Regions from separate parts of the Gasterosteus aculeatus genome. Here region 2 is linked to region 1. A link is a contact called in public Hi-C data. All regions are on one chromosome and are shown on one strand. The core of a region is the stretch at or near the end of the contact, and the rest is flanking DNA. Distances in the headings are between cores, read along the strand shown. Region 1 holds the start of stoml3a (stomatin (EPB72)-like 3a). Region 2 overlaps cog6 (component of oligomeric golgi complex 6).

What was found. A called contact is a pair of places that touch in the nucleus more often than the background predicts.
Region 2: a Hi-C map of liver shows a contact between it and region 1, with 9 times the contacts expected there. The contact joins the enhancer-like site here to the promoter of stoml3a in region 1. A contact is called at or near these places in 5 of 6 Hi-C or Micro-C datasets (blood and trunk muscle, liver, skeletal muscle and 1 more).

The regions. Positions count from the first base shown.
Region 1 is chr1:15,174,777-15,182,167 of fGasAcu3.hap1.1, reverse strand. It overlaps stoml3a (stomatin (EPB72)-like 3a), which reads left to right and starts at 4,247. Exons shown (of 7, transcript XM_040184837.2): 1 at 4,247-5,086; 2 at 5,579-5,682; 3 at 6,279-6,351; 4 at 7,143-7,225; 5 at 7,337-7,391. The coding sequence starts at 5,008. It overlaps foxo1a (forkhead box O1 a), which reads right to left and starts at 2,385. Exons shown (of 3, transcript XM_040184798.2): 1 at 1,325-2,385. The coding sequence starts at 1,996.
Region 2 is chr1:15,223,267-15,230,657 of fGasAcu3.hap1.1, reverse strand. cog6 (component of oligomeric golgi complex 6) reads left to right here. Exons shown (of 19, transcript XM_078102432.1): 9 at 650-778; 10 at 1,769-1,860; 11 at 2,605-2,669; 12 at 2,785-2,876; 13 at 3,089-3,206; 14 at 4,037-4,168; 15 at 4,290-4,457; 16 at 4,954-5,061; 17 at 6,645-6,698; 18 at 6,801-6,880. Among protein-coding and RNA genes, the nearest start is that of cog6, 13 kb to the left of the region's middle. Within about 2 kb of position 4,112, at least 1 of the 9 cell types and tissues checked has open chromatin away from gene starts, as enhancers often do. A contact at or near this core is called in liver, where this site is marked.

The DNA.
Region 1 (7,391 bases), core at 2,998-5,497:
GGACACACAAACACAGTAGGACAGATGCTGCACTTTTCAAAGTGCCAATGTGATGAATAGGTGCAGGTAAATGTTGCTTTTTCTCCTTGCACAATATCATTTTCAAAGTACTTGCTTTACATGCTTGTGCATGTTGCACCGCACTGAAGAGGGTTTTTTTTCCCCACCCCCGTATAATTTGATTGACTGGACTGCATTTGACAGCCCAACACGAGTTTTGTGGCTTTTTAAACACTGCGGTTAAAAGGATGAATATGTAACAAAGCGTTGCTTTTTTTTGTTACATACAAAATCAGTATATGGCAAAATAAGTAAGTAGTGACTGAATGTTTTTATTGTGGTTCAATCGACATTATAATGATGAGCACGTGACTCAAACAACATGGGAGCCTGCCGTGCCAAACCAGACAATCAGTGGGAGGCGCCTGTCACATCACAAACTTGAAGTCCTCTCTTGTGTAATGTTTTGGACGACTTCCAGGACAATCCTTCTGGCATTCCCCCTACGACATCAACGTCCAAACACAGCGTCACTCAAGGCACGCACTCGAATATGGGTATAAAATAAATAAATAAAAGCACTGTTTTGATTTTGCCTTAAAATGTACCACGAGTTTTAAAATATCAGCAGAGCGAGGAGAGCTGTCTCAGACACGCCAGGCTACAAATCAACAGCACTTCTGAAAAGCACGTTGAGGGACAATAAGACAGAGAGACAGAGCGAAAAAAAAAACCCTGTGTGTCAGCAGACTCATATAAAGCACATATCTGCAGGAAAGAAGTCAGATGACTGTCGAAGGTCATGGTAGCAAATTGGACAGTTTACTGAATTGCCATGAACTGGATGGATCACAATGGGGGGGGGTGTGGGGGGGGGCTAAGGTTTCACAAGACTGGGAGCAAATTCTAAACAACTAAAATATTGATGCACGCACTTTTGTCAATGGAGAAAATGTCTTGTGTGTGTGTGGAAGGTGTGTGTGTGTGTGGGGGGGGGGGGGGCATCGTGTCCGTGACAGCCATAGATGATGGAGATAAACAATAAATAAATTGGATCAAAGTCAACATACTATTAAACTCTGCAGGACAAGCAAGGACAGTGCTGTGAGCACAGGGGACAGAAGACACAGAATAACGCTCGATCGGTCCCCGCGCGAACCGCAAAGCCACAAGTGGAAAACTTCAACGGGCTGCAGCCATTGAACAGCCACACACACACACACACGCGCGCGCGCGCGCGCACACACAAACACGCACACCCTGTTTGTCGTGGGTAGAAGAAGTTCACAAACGTTAACGAGAAAAAAACAAAAAACAAACGTACCTTCCAGCCCGCCGAGCTGTTGCTGTCACCTTTGTCCTTGAAATACGGCACGCTCTTCACCATCCAGTCGTAGATCTGAGACAGCGTGAGTCGGTTCTCGGGAGAGCTCTCGATCGCTTTGGTTATGAGGTCTGCATATGACATATTCCCCCACGCGTTCCGCCGGGAGGAGCTGCTCTTCCGCTGGGCAGCGGCGGCCGCTGCGGCCGCGGCCGTCGGGGAGGACGATCCCGCCGGGGAGGAGAGCAGAGACACCTGCTGCTGCTGATGATGCGGGAGTTGCGCGTTTGGGTTTTGCTGCTGCTGCTGCTGCTGCTGCTGCTGCTGCTGAGGGTGATGGTGGTGATGCTGCTGCTGCTGCTGCTGGAGTTGCTGCTGCTGCTGCGGAGGTCGCCGGTGGACGCAGTCCTCCCGACACTGGAAGTCGGCGCACAGGATCGCGGGCTTTTGCTCCGCGAAGTCCTCGCTCTCCTCCAGCAGGCTCAGGTTGTTGATGAAGTCGTTGCCGGCGGGCTCCTGCTTCACGGAGGGCACCGGCGAGGACGTGTTGGAGTCGCCCGGGTTGACGAACTCCGGTCGGGGCAAAGGCCAAGTGCACGACCGGGGCCGCGACAGGGGCTCGAAATCCGGGTCGATTTCCACCAGGTGTGGCTGCTGGGCCGCTTCCGCCATTGGTCGAGAGGTGACGGAGCCGAGTGTTAAAATGTCATGTAAAGTGTGACGAACCTGTCGCGCCGCTCAGAAAGTCCTAAACTTCGGCCTGTGAAATGTGCGAAACGAAGTCCGGAGGAAGTGCTGCGTGCTCCGCGCGGGCGCAAAGTCTGGGCTGAAAGTCACATTCACATCCCAAGCCGGTAAGAAAGCGACAACAAAAACGGTTTATAAGAATAACAACAACAAAAAAGTATACTTTAAAAAAAAAAGATCCTTTTCCCGCGGAGAGCAAACGTTGTGTGTGTGTGTCCAAAGTGTGTTGGTCCGCTGCTTTGTTTTTGTTGTGCCGTAGTAGCGGTGGTGCGCGCGCGCTGCTGCCCGTTGACTCTCTGTGTCGTTCAGCATGTGAGGATTTACTGGAAGTATCGTTTGTCAGCCGTGACCCCGCCCACAGTTTGATCGACAGCGGAAGGCCGCCAATGAGAGGCCTCGAACGCGTTGCGTAAAACAGAATCGTCCTTGTTTTCATTCTTTCGTCTAGTCAACATCTAATCTGGGCACCAAAAAAGAATTTAAAAAAAAAGTTTACCCCCCGCCCCATCCCAAATCCCAAACCCTATTTACCCAGAGAGTGATTATATTCGTGCAACCAACATTCCTCAGTAACAAGTGGTGTTAAAAAGAAGTGTTTAAAGAACCTATAATCAAATATCAAAGAGGGATATTGCACATATACGATAGGCTGCTTATCACAGCATACTGAAAACACTCATACCAACTCTGTCCAGCCTACTAGAAACACAGAAATGTGTTTTAAAAAGTTATAAAAAATACTTTGATAGAGATACACAAGAGAAGAGTGACACCCCCTTCGTAAAATAAGGATTCAACCAAACAGTTTCAGTCTTTCGGATGGTGTAATGCTCCTCGGTGGTTTGTTGGACTAGAAGCTGTTTGGATGCACTGCGCCCACTGTGGACTCTATCGACATCTCGTGGCAATTATGAGGTATACCAATCAGACGCTGCGGGTATATAAATCTCTTCTGCTTTTAGTTTGTCAGCCTGACAAAAATTCAGCGAAAGACACGTTTGCTCTTTTTGATCCCCTTTTTTGTTCCATTGATCCATTGACTTAAAGTACTTTCAGTGATCGAATGAAATATTAAATTGTTGCTCCGTATGGCTGAATGTACTTAGTCATTACCACATGTCCCACAATCTGCAACATCTATTTGCACCATCAGGAGATGCACTAAACAACATGGCCTCAGAGTGTATGGAACAGGTCTAATATGGGAAAATCACAATTTAGATGAACGCTATTAACATTGGCATTATACGATGACTGAACTGTTAACTGCTGACCTGTCAGAAATGAAGCATCCCTTAACAAACACAACTCACCCCAAGGGGACATGTCAGAATTTTAATGCAAACCTGTGACCTGTAAACTTAAATAGAGTCCCTAAGTATTTTAACATTATAGCTGATGTATTTTTTTACTCTGAAACGATCAGAACGCAACAGCGGCTGTCTAAGTGTGACGCAGAGAGCGGATCCTTTGCTTGTTGCCCCAAGCCGGGGGCCCGTCATATCTGTGGGGAACGACCTGTGCTTGGCGCTCACTTGTCCCACAGGGTTCAGCGCTCTCTGCTCGGGCCTGACTCCGCACCTCCCCTGCCAACGGAGCCCTCTCCCGGGCCTGTGAGATGCGTCGCAAGCTCATGATAGAGAAAGCCGGTTACTGAGGTGCAGCATCTTGGCACTTGAAGAAATTAGATGAATCTTCTCTGCTGGCCGCTGTGATTTGAAATTAATTCTTAATCTAAACATCACCTCAAACTCAAAGTGTAACACATTACCGGTGCATATACTTCCTTGTGGTAAAAGATGTCTCGTTTTTTCCGGTACCCAAATCAGTTACCATTTCAAAAAGGTCTTTGAAATCAAAGCAAGAAGTCTGAGAGTGGAATACCAAAAGACGCCTCAACCTGTCCTCTGAGCAAATTCAAGCAGTTCAGCTTCTCTCCTCCGATGCAACAACAATGATATAGATGTATTTAACCTCACCATATTCAACCTGTGGTAAAGTCGTGGAAACTTTACAAACTCTAGAACACAAATTAGATAAAGCCTACAACTTCTGATAGTTATCAGAGCATGTTTGGACTGAAAACATCACCAACTATCTTTTTTCAGTTTTGTTTTTGTTTTTGGTTTGCTGAAGTAAATTTGTTTCTGTCTGCGTCACCGCAAGAGGGCCGTGTTCACCTCAACACATATTCTTAAAAAAAATAGACTCCAACTGTAAATTATGCCATTGGAGCGTCTGCAATCTGTAATAAACACATTATAACAAAACTGAGGATAAGTACATTTATCCAGTTCATCCTAAAAATGCAAACTGCTAGGAATTATCTTCCGGGGTGTAATAACCATCTCCAAAACCATCAAAATAAAATTTACAAAAGTACAAAATAAGCCCGTTGTGTGTAAGTGTTGTAAACAAATACCCCCGGATTCACCTTTAACTTGTCATGTAATGTGACCTGGCTGTCATGTGACCACGTATCACGTGACAATCAATAAAAGGGACCCTGAGTGAATAGCGATGGCAACCGGGCGGCTCCCATGTCGGTTGTTAGGGCTCCAAAGCACACCCGTGCCGTGCAGCTTCTCGTCACAGAAAGGGACTTGGCTCCCGGGTACTTTTTGTGCCTGCACCAGCTCTCATGTTTCACCATTTGGATGCCAGTTATTGTTTATTCATCACTTGCACGCAACAGGTGTCAGTACCTTTCCTGGAAGTGAATGTAAGATTACAATGGAGGTCAGAGCTGAATTTTAAGGCATTAAATACAGAGTCCACACAGCCTCCGAGGATCATGTTGCCTGTTGGGACACCAAGTGGGAGTTCATGTGTATGTGTGTCAGGCGCTGAGGGGAAGGAGTTACGGGGAGAAAGGACAAACCATTGCAGCACTGCTTCACTCGCTCCATCACACCAAACAAAGTACTTGTTCACTAATGAACTCGAACACGGCGAGCACGGCTGAGATGGTTAAACAGAGTAAAGTTGAGATCAACGGCGAGGAGAACATCGAAGGTAAATGCTTTTTATGATCTTTTAAAGAATTTGAGTCTCGCACTTTGCCTGTGAGAACACAAAGCGAGAGGATTGTGAGAGTTATTTAGGGTGAACATGTCACGTGCAATAGGTGTTGTTTGTCTGCGGTGTTTAAGACAAATAAAGAATCCTTGTTAATTGTTGACAAGTAATTCCAGTTTTCAATAATTCAGTAGCTTACGTTGTGACTCAGGGGGATGTGAAGTGAACATGACTTTAGATTAATTACACCATTAGAGACCGATTTGAAGTATGGAACCGACTTCCTCACACTGCGCAATTGTGTGAATGCTTTGGGTCATATTTGATAAAGGAAATGTCCCATTTTATCCCTTCGCTGTTAAATTGAGTCAACAAAGCGACCACAGCGTGTTATGGTCACAAGTGAGGACATGGCATGACAAATTAGCCAAATTGCAAACCTCTGTGTTTTCGAGTTGAAGCTTGTGAAGTGTATTTCATTCTCTGCAGATAAAAATGCAGGGAGACTGGGATGTTTCGGTTGGCTGTTGGTCCTTATATCCTTCCTCTTTGTAACAGCGACCTTCCCCATCACATTATTTATGTGTGTTAAGGTAGAGTATATTCTCATCAATGTACACAACTGATTCCATCGATGTTAGGCCAGTAATTGTCTGTAAAGGCCAATACAGATACCTACGGATATTATTTTTATAATCCTTTTAGAAATCCCTCATGGAGAGAAATGACTAGCAAGCTCCAACAGTTTAACTGTTACAAAAAGTGCCTGAGCTTTTGGTGCATAGCATATTTGGGATAAAGAAATGGAGTTCCTTGGTTCATAAAAGTGGCCGCCCATGGCAGGTGAGATACAGAACTGAGATAGTTTAGTCTGCTCCTCTCTGCCATCCTGCAAAACTCTTCTGTGACTATGCCTCTGTTTTGTACAAGTGAATGTCTTTACCCTCAAAATGTGGAGACTGGTTAAGATTACCCTGATGGTATGTTTGTGTGTGTGGAAAATCATGTCTCCACAATGTGAGCTCTGCATACATCGGTTTCAGGTTATCAGCCAAACAAGAGAAGGGAATGTGATATGCTGTGAAGCTGTTATACACAGTGGGCTTGGATAAACCCACATTATGACCTTGAGTTTAGTCTAACTCACTCTGAGGCTAATTTACTTTTGGTCCATGTTTCTAACATCCAGATAGTGAAGGAGTACGAGCGGGCCGTCATTTTTAGACTTGGCCGGATCACGGACCGGAAACCTAAAGGGCCAGGTTTGTTTATTGATTCATTCATTAAATGTGACATACTGCACGATACTTCTCTTTACAGCTTTTTGAATGTCATATAATATATGAATGTATGTCCTGTTACTTTATTTTATAAAAGAACGTATTATGATGGAGTACTGTAAAATGTTATTTCCTTATGGCATTACATTTGATGCTTTATTTGTCGTACTTGTCATGTCTTTTCCAGCCCCTTAGGTTATTTATTTTGTGTCTTTTCATCCATCATCCTCTACTTTCCTGTTTTTTCATGTTTCTGGCTTTGGTCTTTGGTGGTTTTGCATTATCCTTGCCGCCTTTATTTGTCTGATTAGCTGACAGATCCTTCGCGTACCAAACCGGTTTTGGCAGGTAATGATATCCTAACTGCACCTTGTCATGCTCTCCGAGGGATTTTTCAGTCCATTTACACATATGGGGTTTACAGTTGTTACAATAACATACTACTAATGACAATAAAAAGCATGCTTTCATTTGATTTTTCATTTGAATGCTATTCAATGATTTTTCAAGTGAATATTATTTACATATATTATATTTTCATTCCATTTTCAAAGTGTACCATACCTTTTTATGGCATGTTGGAATATGATGTTATTTACATTTTTTTATTATACAATCCATTTCTCTGCATATGTGGTATGCAAATATCATGTTTGACTTTGACTTTTAAATTTGTTTTTAATGCTGACTTTTTCTGTCACAAATTGATTAAATACTAAACAATGGTATGGCATACAATTAATTATTTAGAAATACTTTCAATTTATTTTCAGGACTTATGTTTGTTCTGCCCTGTACTAATACCTTTGTGAAAGTCGATCTGAGAACAGTGTCCTTTGACATCCCTCCACAAGAGGTACAATTTTTGTTTTTGAAAATTTAAAAATATTGTCTACGAACTCTCTCAATGCCATCTTTGGTTTAAGTGATTAAAGTCACAGCAAAATGCTGTTCTTATAACTTGCAGATCCTAACGAGAGATTCGGTGACGGTGTCGGTGGACGGTGTGGTGTACTTTCGCA
Region 2 (7,391 bases), core at 2,863-5,362, 49 kb before region 1:
TTCCTTTCCTTCGCTTTCAACCACTTATTCATACTTAGCGGTAAATTATAGCAAAATTTGACATTTTAAATAATTGGCCGGTAATACTGAAGTTGGTGTCACACAAGTTTTGTGCGTATTTTCAATGGCTTGGAAGGAATTTCTATTTTCTAAAAATCTTATGAGACATACCACTATGGATCTGAATTATCTACAAGTGCTTTGACATGCCGATGCCTGCATTTTAGGCAAGCATTAGTTCGTAATGAACGTTAATACACCTTGCAGGACTGCAATTTGCGCTCGTATAGAATAAAGAATTATTCCAGACTGATTTGACTTTGTCCCAAGAACAAACAGCAAGCGGGGGCCCAGTGAAGCTTCGAGGTCATGTTGAGGCTGGGCATGTTGAGGCTATGAGAGCGGCGGCCGACGTTCCCGGAATCTTAATTCAGCACTATCTTCTGTTTAGTCTGCCCCAGAGACCGCCACCGCCGGCCAATCAAAACAACCCCAAAAAGCATTTCCTTTTTGAAGAATCTGCCTGCATGGGTCGATGCGCGTCGGCGGCTGACCTCCGCTACACCGCCTGCGCCAAAAACGCCACCGTTTTTTCCCCATTATGTCGTGCCGCCTAACGTCGCCCTCCTTCTCGTCTTGTCTGTGCCAGGTACACTCTGGACGAGTTTGGGACGGCGCGCAGGTGCGCGGTGGTTCGAGGCTTCATCGACGCGCTGACCCGCGGCGGGCAAGGCGGAACCCCGCGGCCCATAGAGATGCATTCACATGACCCCATGAGGTACATCTTGTGTGTGTGTGTGTGACCTGAACGGCGCCCTTTGCTACGGCTAACAATATCCAGAGGACGCTTTAGGATCGGATAGAAAACAATGAGCCGAGTGTAGCTTCGCTCAACTAAAGAATGGTTGTTAAATCAAAAAGTTTATCTCCCGGGTAAAAATAGGAACATCTACAGTAACCCGACTCCAAAGATGTGATGTGGAATAATCCAATTTATTTCAAACTATTAAATTTCTTTAAAATTAAATGAAAGTTTTTTTTTTTTAAATGTGGATACAGCCAGAGTTGAGGAATACAGTTGTTGGGATTTTGCTTGAAAATAAATCTCGCACTAATAAAATATTACACACCCCAAAACTCAATTTAATTAATTCAAAAATTCAAATGGAATCAAGGTGAAAAAGATACAGAAATGCAGTACTATTCCTTTAAAACACAGTATATATAGTATATCTATATATACTAGAGTGTGATTATTGCTATAATCATTTATGAATCAGTTTGTTCTGAACTCCTCAGATTGTTAACTTTCAAAATCCCATTTGAGAAGATGTTATAAGTGTCCATTTGTTTCCTGTCGTACAACATCCTCTTCCTCCTTCCCCCCCCCGTGCCCGGGAGCCAAATGGGAGATTTTCTCAGAATACCAGGCATGTGTGGAACACAAAATCACCTCCACTTTATAGGAAGCATCAACAGTTCTGAGAACATTAAGTTCTTTCTCACCTCCCTATGTCCCTGCAAACACCCTCACACACACACGCACGCACACACACACGCACACACACACACACACACAGACACCCAGTAATTCAAGTTTAACCGTGCCGCTTTCCACCGTTATCTAACACCAGAAGTGTGTGTTTGTGTGTGAAAAGCAATGACCAATGCCTCAGTGTAGCTGTGGTCCCGGCGTGGTATGGTTAGCCCTCAGGTCGGCCCCTCGGTGACACGTTGTTTGATTCGGACTGTTTTGGGGCTTTTTCAGGTATGTTGGGGACATGCTGGCCTGGCTGCACCAAGCCACCGCCTCCGAGAAAGAGCACCTGGAAGCTCTGCTGAAACAAGTCACTCTGCCAGGTACGATGCTTCCTGCCTGCTAATCCCACATTCTGCAGTTCTCCATCACGGCAGGTTCCTCCCACGCCTTGAGTTACAACCCCCCCCCCCCCCCCCCCCATGCTCTATATAAACGATTTTTGCACTTTAGTTTTTGGTCTTGCCCTTCTTGGTAAATGTTTGCTTTGTTGAATAGTTTATTTCGGTGTCAGCAAATGTCACACAGACTCACAAGTAGCTTGCTAATTGGGGACCAATGGTTCTGTAAGGTCAGAGCGGTCAGCAGAACTAATGCCGGTACATTTAGTTCAGCCCGACTAATCCTCTGCTCATTTCCCTCATACAATCAATTCTGAACAATCCATCACTCTTGTTTATATGTATATTATTCTTTTTCATATATTATATCAACTTGTAATTAATAATGTGTTTTATATTTAATTCTATTCCTATATTTTAATTTTTGCAATAATATTATGATAATATTTCTGTGTTGAATTTCCCTTTTATTACTTACATTCGTTTTGCATTGATTGTGGGAGGCTGGGAACCATTATTTCACAATTATTGCTCCAAAGTAAATGTTGGGTTTATGATGAATAAATAGTGTAATCTTGGGTTCAGTTGAGTTACATTGAGTTGAACAATAGCATTGTTGTCACTTGCTTAAACACAATCTGAATGTACTGAATGTACAGTTGATGTATTTATTCCCAGATTCCCTGATACTTGTGTGTGTGTGTGTGTGTGTGTGTGTGCCATTAGGTGTGGAGGAGAACCTGCAGGAGGTGGTTGCACACATCACTGAGGGAGTCTGCAGGCCACTCAAAGTGAGAAGCCAAACCGGTTTAAGGCGCTGTGATGAAGAACTACCGAGTAGCACCACGTTTTCTGCTCACATCCTGCTCATGTGCTCACTGTGTGTGTTCTGGATCCGTCCCTCAGGTTCGGATAGAGCAGGTCATTGTGGCTGAGCCTGGCGCTGTCCTGCTTTACAAGCTGTCCAACCTGCTCAAGTTCTACCACCACACCATCAGGTGTTTTAACTCACTCAGTCTGCGATACATACGCTGAAACATTTCTTGTGAAAATTTGTCTGTTTTCTGTTCTTGTTAATGGTTTAGTTTAACAGTCAGACGCACAAACAAGCAGGTTGAAGATGTCATTTTAGGCCAATGAGCATTGTTGGTTGTTTTTTTACTTTTATCAAAAGACATACATCTGTAAATTATCCATGATCTTTGTCCAGTTCGATCATCGGGACCAGTGTGGCCTCTCTGCTCATCACTATTGAAGAAATGCACATTCTCAGCAAAAAGATGTTCTTCAACAGCCTGAGTCTTCATGCAAGCAGACTCATGGACAAGGTATAGCATGAGTAGGAGGATTTCTATTTGAATAATTCACAAAATGGTTTTGCCATGTAAAGATTTGAGAAAGTGACAGATAAAGGTAAACAATCTGAAAAGGGAGTTTTAAAATAGACTTTTCTGCTCCTCCACGGAAACACTTGGGTGATGATACAGAAGTTCAGTTTGAACCCTCAGTGTGTATTTAAGCTCTGCGTTACAACCCTCGACAACGAGGCTATTTCTGAAGCACTTGTGCTTGTAAACACTTTCAGCCTGCCAGGCTAAGGCATCAAAATGGCACTTGCTGCCAAAAAACACCCAACTCGTTACCGTGCAGTTAAATTGCCTTCCAAATATACCTCAGCACGAGCGGGAGCGCTTCCATATAACTTGCTGGCTGTGTCCTGATCAATAGCAGTTACTAGAATGATCCCTGCAGCTCTGCGTTAATCAAATTGGAGGCCCTCAGGTTTTTGGTGTCAATTCCAGCTAATGCCGGGAACACAGCCCTCTGATAATTTGCTCCATTAGGTGGAGGACGGTGGCCGGCCTCAGCTGTGTGTTGTGTATCCAGCAGCCAATGAAAAAAGCGAAACTCTCTTCATTAAAAGAAAAACTCTACTGAGTCTGAACAAGCTGAGGCTTCGAGTAGCAGCAGGAGGCAGCAGCTTTACACTCGGCCCGTCGTGCTGCTCATTAGGGAAGCCTGACAATTTCATGGCGCCGCGAGGACCGCTCGTCTTCGGTGAAGGCGACGGCACGCGCGCAACTAATCTCTGCGAGAACAAGCATTGCCGCGTCGCCCTTTTTGCACCATCTTGTTCCTCCTTTGTCCGCCCCGGCAGGTGGAGCTACCACCTGTAGACTTGGGACCTACGGCCTCCCTCACTCAGACCCTCTCACTCCTCAGGGAGGTGCTGGCCTCCCACGACTCGTCGGTGGTTCCTCTGGATGCCCGCCAGGCGGACTTTGCTCAGGTGAACTTGCGGTCAAACAGTGGGAAAGTCGGACGCGTCTCCCTGCATTGTCACATCGAACGCCAATGTGTGACTGTTTGTTCTCGCCCCTTAGCGATCTGTCTCTCTTTATCTTTCCCAGGTGCTCTCCTGCATCTTGGATCCCCTCCTGCAGTTATGTACTGTGTCTGCCAGTAACCTGGGCACTGCTGACATGGCTACCTACATGGTCAACTCCCTGTATGTCATGAAGACAACCTTGGCTCTCTTTGAGTTCACTGACAAGAGGCTTGAGATGCTCGAATTCCAGGTCGGTCTTAACAAACACTAATCACACACATTTGAATTAGTTTTAGTATCAAACCATTAGTTAGAATTACAAGTAGTCAAGAGTATGAAACTAATAATGACAGACAGAATGTTAATTTACAGAACTGAAAGTAATGTCATCTAACATGAACACTCCGCTTGCATTTCTCACATTGTCCGTGCGTAGAGGTTTTGTTCGTCAAAAATAATCATCTTTCCTTTCATTAAAACCCCACAGAGCCCACATGCTTTATTTCAAAGATTCCATTTTCTGTCCAATAAAAGGGTGTGCGTCATGCATTGTTGTTCATGCTCAAACGTGCCCCCTAGCCTCTATTTTTAGCACGTCTTTTGTAATTGAGTAGCACAAGAGCTCCTGTGGAAGTTTTATTATCAATAGCACAGTGGTCACCTATTAACCACAAGTACCATCAGGTCCACAATGCGGACTTTGACTGGATATTAAGCCACTCTCTCCTGCGTTTTTTTTTTTTTAGATCGAGGCTCACCTTGACACCCTGATCAACGAGCAAGCATCCTACGTGCTGACCAGAGCCGGACTGAGCTACATCTACAGCTGCGTGCAGCAGCATAGTGCTGAACAGGTCTCGCTCGGAGCACTCAACTCCACATTCACATGCACTCGCTCATGAAGTTATAGAACAACCTGTTAGAGTCCCTAATGGTCCCCTTTCCATATTTTATAGGCCCTAACGATATTGTTTACGCTACCCCCCTAGGCTCTACACTAGCCATCGCTATGGTTACCACATGACCGGTGTCTTTATTAGGGCGTAATAGCATTTTGGTCACATGTTCGGATGGGAAAAGGAGAGAGATGGGGGCAGATCACATTATGTTCTATAACAAATATACGCGCTTCTCCAGAATGGTCCTGTGCAAATGAGAGCGCTGATGCCCTGGTTTGTTCCACCCTCTTTGTAACACACCGTGTTAACTGAGACCCATAGCTGTGGCCGAGCATGCAAGTCTTAAAACCCTGGGTCACGTCAGGACACACCACACCCTGCTGCTGCAGCGCGACGCAAAGCTCAGTCGAGGACTGTCACTCTTCTCGCAGACTTCGTCTGTTTGCTTTAAATAGTCTTCTGCTTGAAAAAAGATTACGTCCAGCTGTCCACACTGGACGGCACACCAGATCAAAACAATCCCCTTTGTTTTAGACTTTCAGGTTTACTTTCAACATCAGCCATACATTTTCTCCTTGTTCTGTGTTGTTTCATATGCTATGTTCTGTGATACATCAGACGAACGAGTCGCATACAAGACAAACGGGATTAGAACAGCACTCGCTCGCAGCTAGTCGATGAGTTTGCTCACAGCGTGTTTGTTGACGTCCTCATATCCCCATAAAATCCTGCTAGCCGCTGCACTCTAGCTGTGACCCTTGCACTACCTTCTATTTGCTGCTTTTACTGTTGGCAATTAAGGCATTTTAGCTTTACTTAATGTTGCCATTCTCGATAATCAGTGTCAACTAATTGCCATCAAGGTAGCAGCTGTAATGTTCCCACAAAGTCCGTCGTGTCGTTAGCTATCAAGATTGAAAAATGATATTTCTCTTCTTTTTTTCTGTCGTGATTCAGAGTACAAGTTTTGAAACTTATTTTCCTCGGAATAAACATCTTCTGTCACGGCTAAATATAAACTTGAGTTATCAAATCATCAAAATTAACAATCATTACCTACTTATGCTAATCCAAATACCCTATAATTCAATTTCAACAACTCATGACATGAAACAAATGTGGAACCAACCAACCAATCAGCTGTTTAAGAAGTAATCCAGCGTGACAAAGTAAGTCTCCTCTGCTGATGTACATGCAGCAGTTGACATTATTACGAGACAGACCCTCTAGTCCCAAATGTTTTCATCAAAGGAGGGGGAGCAGTAGGACTGATGATGGGACGTTCTCTTAAACCAATGAAGAATACACTTTCCTTATTAGTTGGTTGGAGTTAGAATAATTCATTCAGACATCACACACTTCTTCATACTTCCATTTTTAGTAGCTGCCCGAAGGGTCGGCAGCAGAATGAGGAAGGGAGAAAACAGTTCAACATTGCCTGCAAATGTGAATGAATGAGTTGAGATTCCACGTCGTTGCTGTTCAAACACTTTGACCTTGAGTTGGATTCCACGCTGATGTTGACTTTTCCGTCTCAGGGTCCTCTGTCGCTCCTCCCCAGCATGGAAAGCTCCTCTGTGAAAGCAGCGATGGTGAGTTGCCCTGTGTGTGACGGTGAGGAAAATCTCTCTGCAGGAATCAATATATTTAAATGTAATTGTGATGCATCTTTTCCTCATCACACAAAACAACAGGTCCAGTTCGATCGGTACTTGTCGTCACCCGACACTCTTGTGATGCCGCAGCTCAACTTCCTGCTCAGTGCAGCCATCAAGTGAGTTCCCGTCCCAAGTGTTGACAAAGGATCTTCCTGTTCAGGAAAATAATAGTAAACAATGTAACATTCAGGCCCGTTACAACCTGGTTTTTTCAACAGGTTATACAGCATCATCCGTCATACGGATGGCGTAGCTAAAGCCACCGGAACATTGAGAGTTTGGACGGCGGGATCGCCAGTATTTGTCTCACTGATCAGGAAACTCATACGCTTTTAGCTCCATCCAGCTGCTACATTGGAGGGCTCTTTCTGTGAGTCACGTTTACTAGGAAGTGCAGCAGGCTTGAGGAGCACTCTGTACCTCAGGTTAATGTTCTCTATTAATGGACATGGGAGGACTGATGGGCAGGACGCCATTAATTAGCCTCTGGTCCATTTCTCACTCGTACTCGTTCCCTGGAATCACTGCTCCTCTTTGTCTCTCGCTCTCTCTCTCCCACCTATCTCTCAAGTCTGCGTCTCTGCTCACCTAAATAGAGAAAAACAGCACTCTGAAAACGCCCCTGGA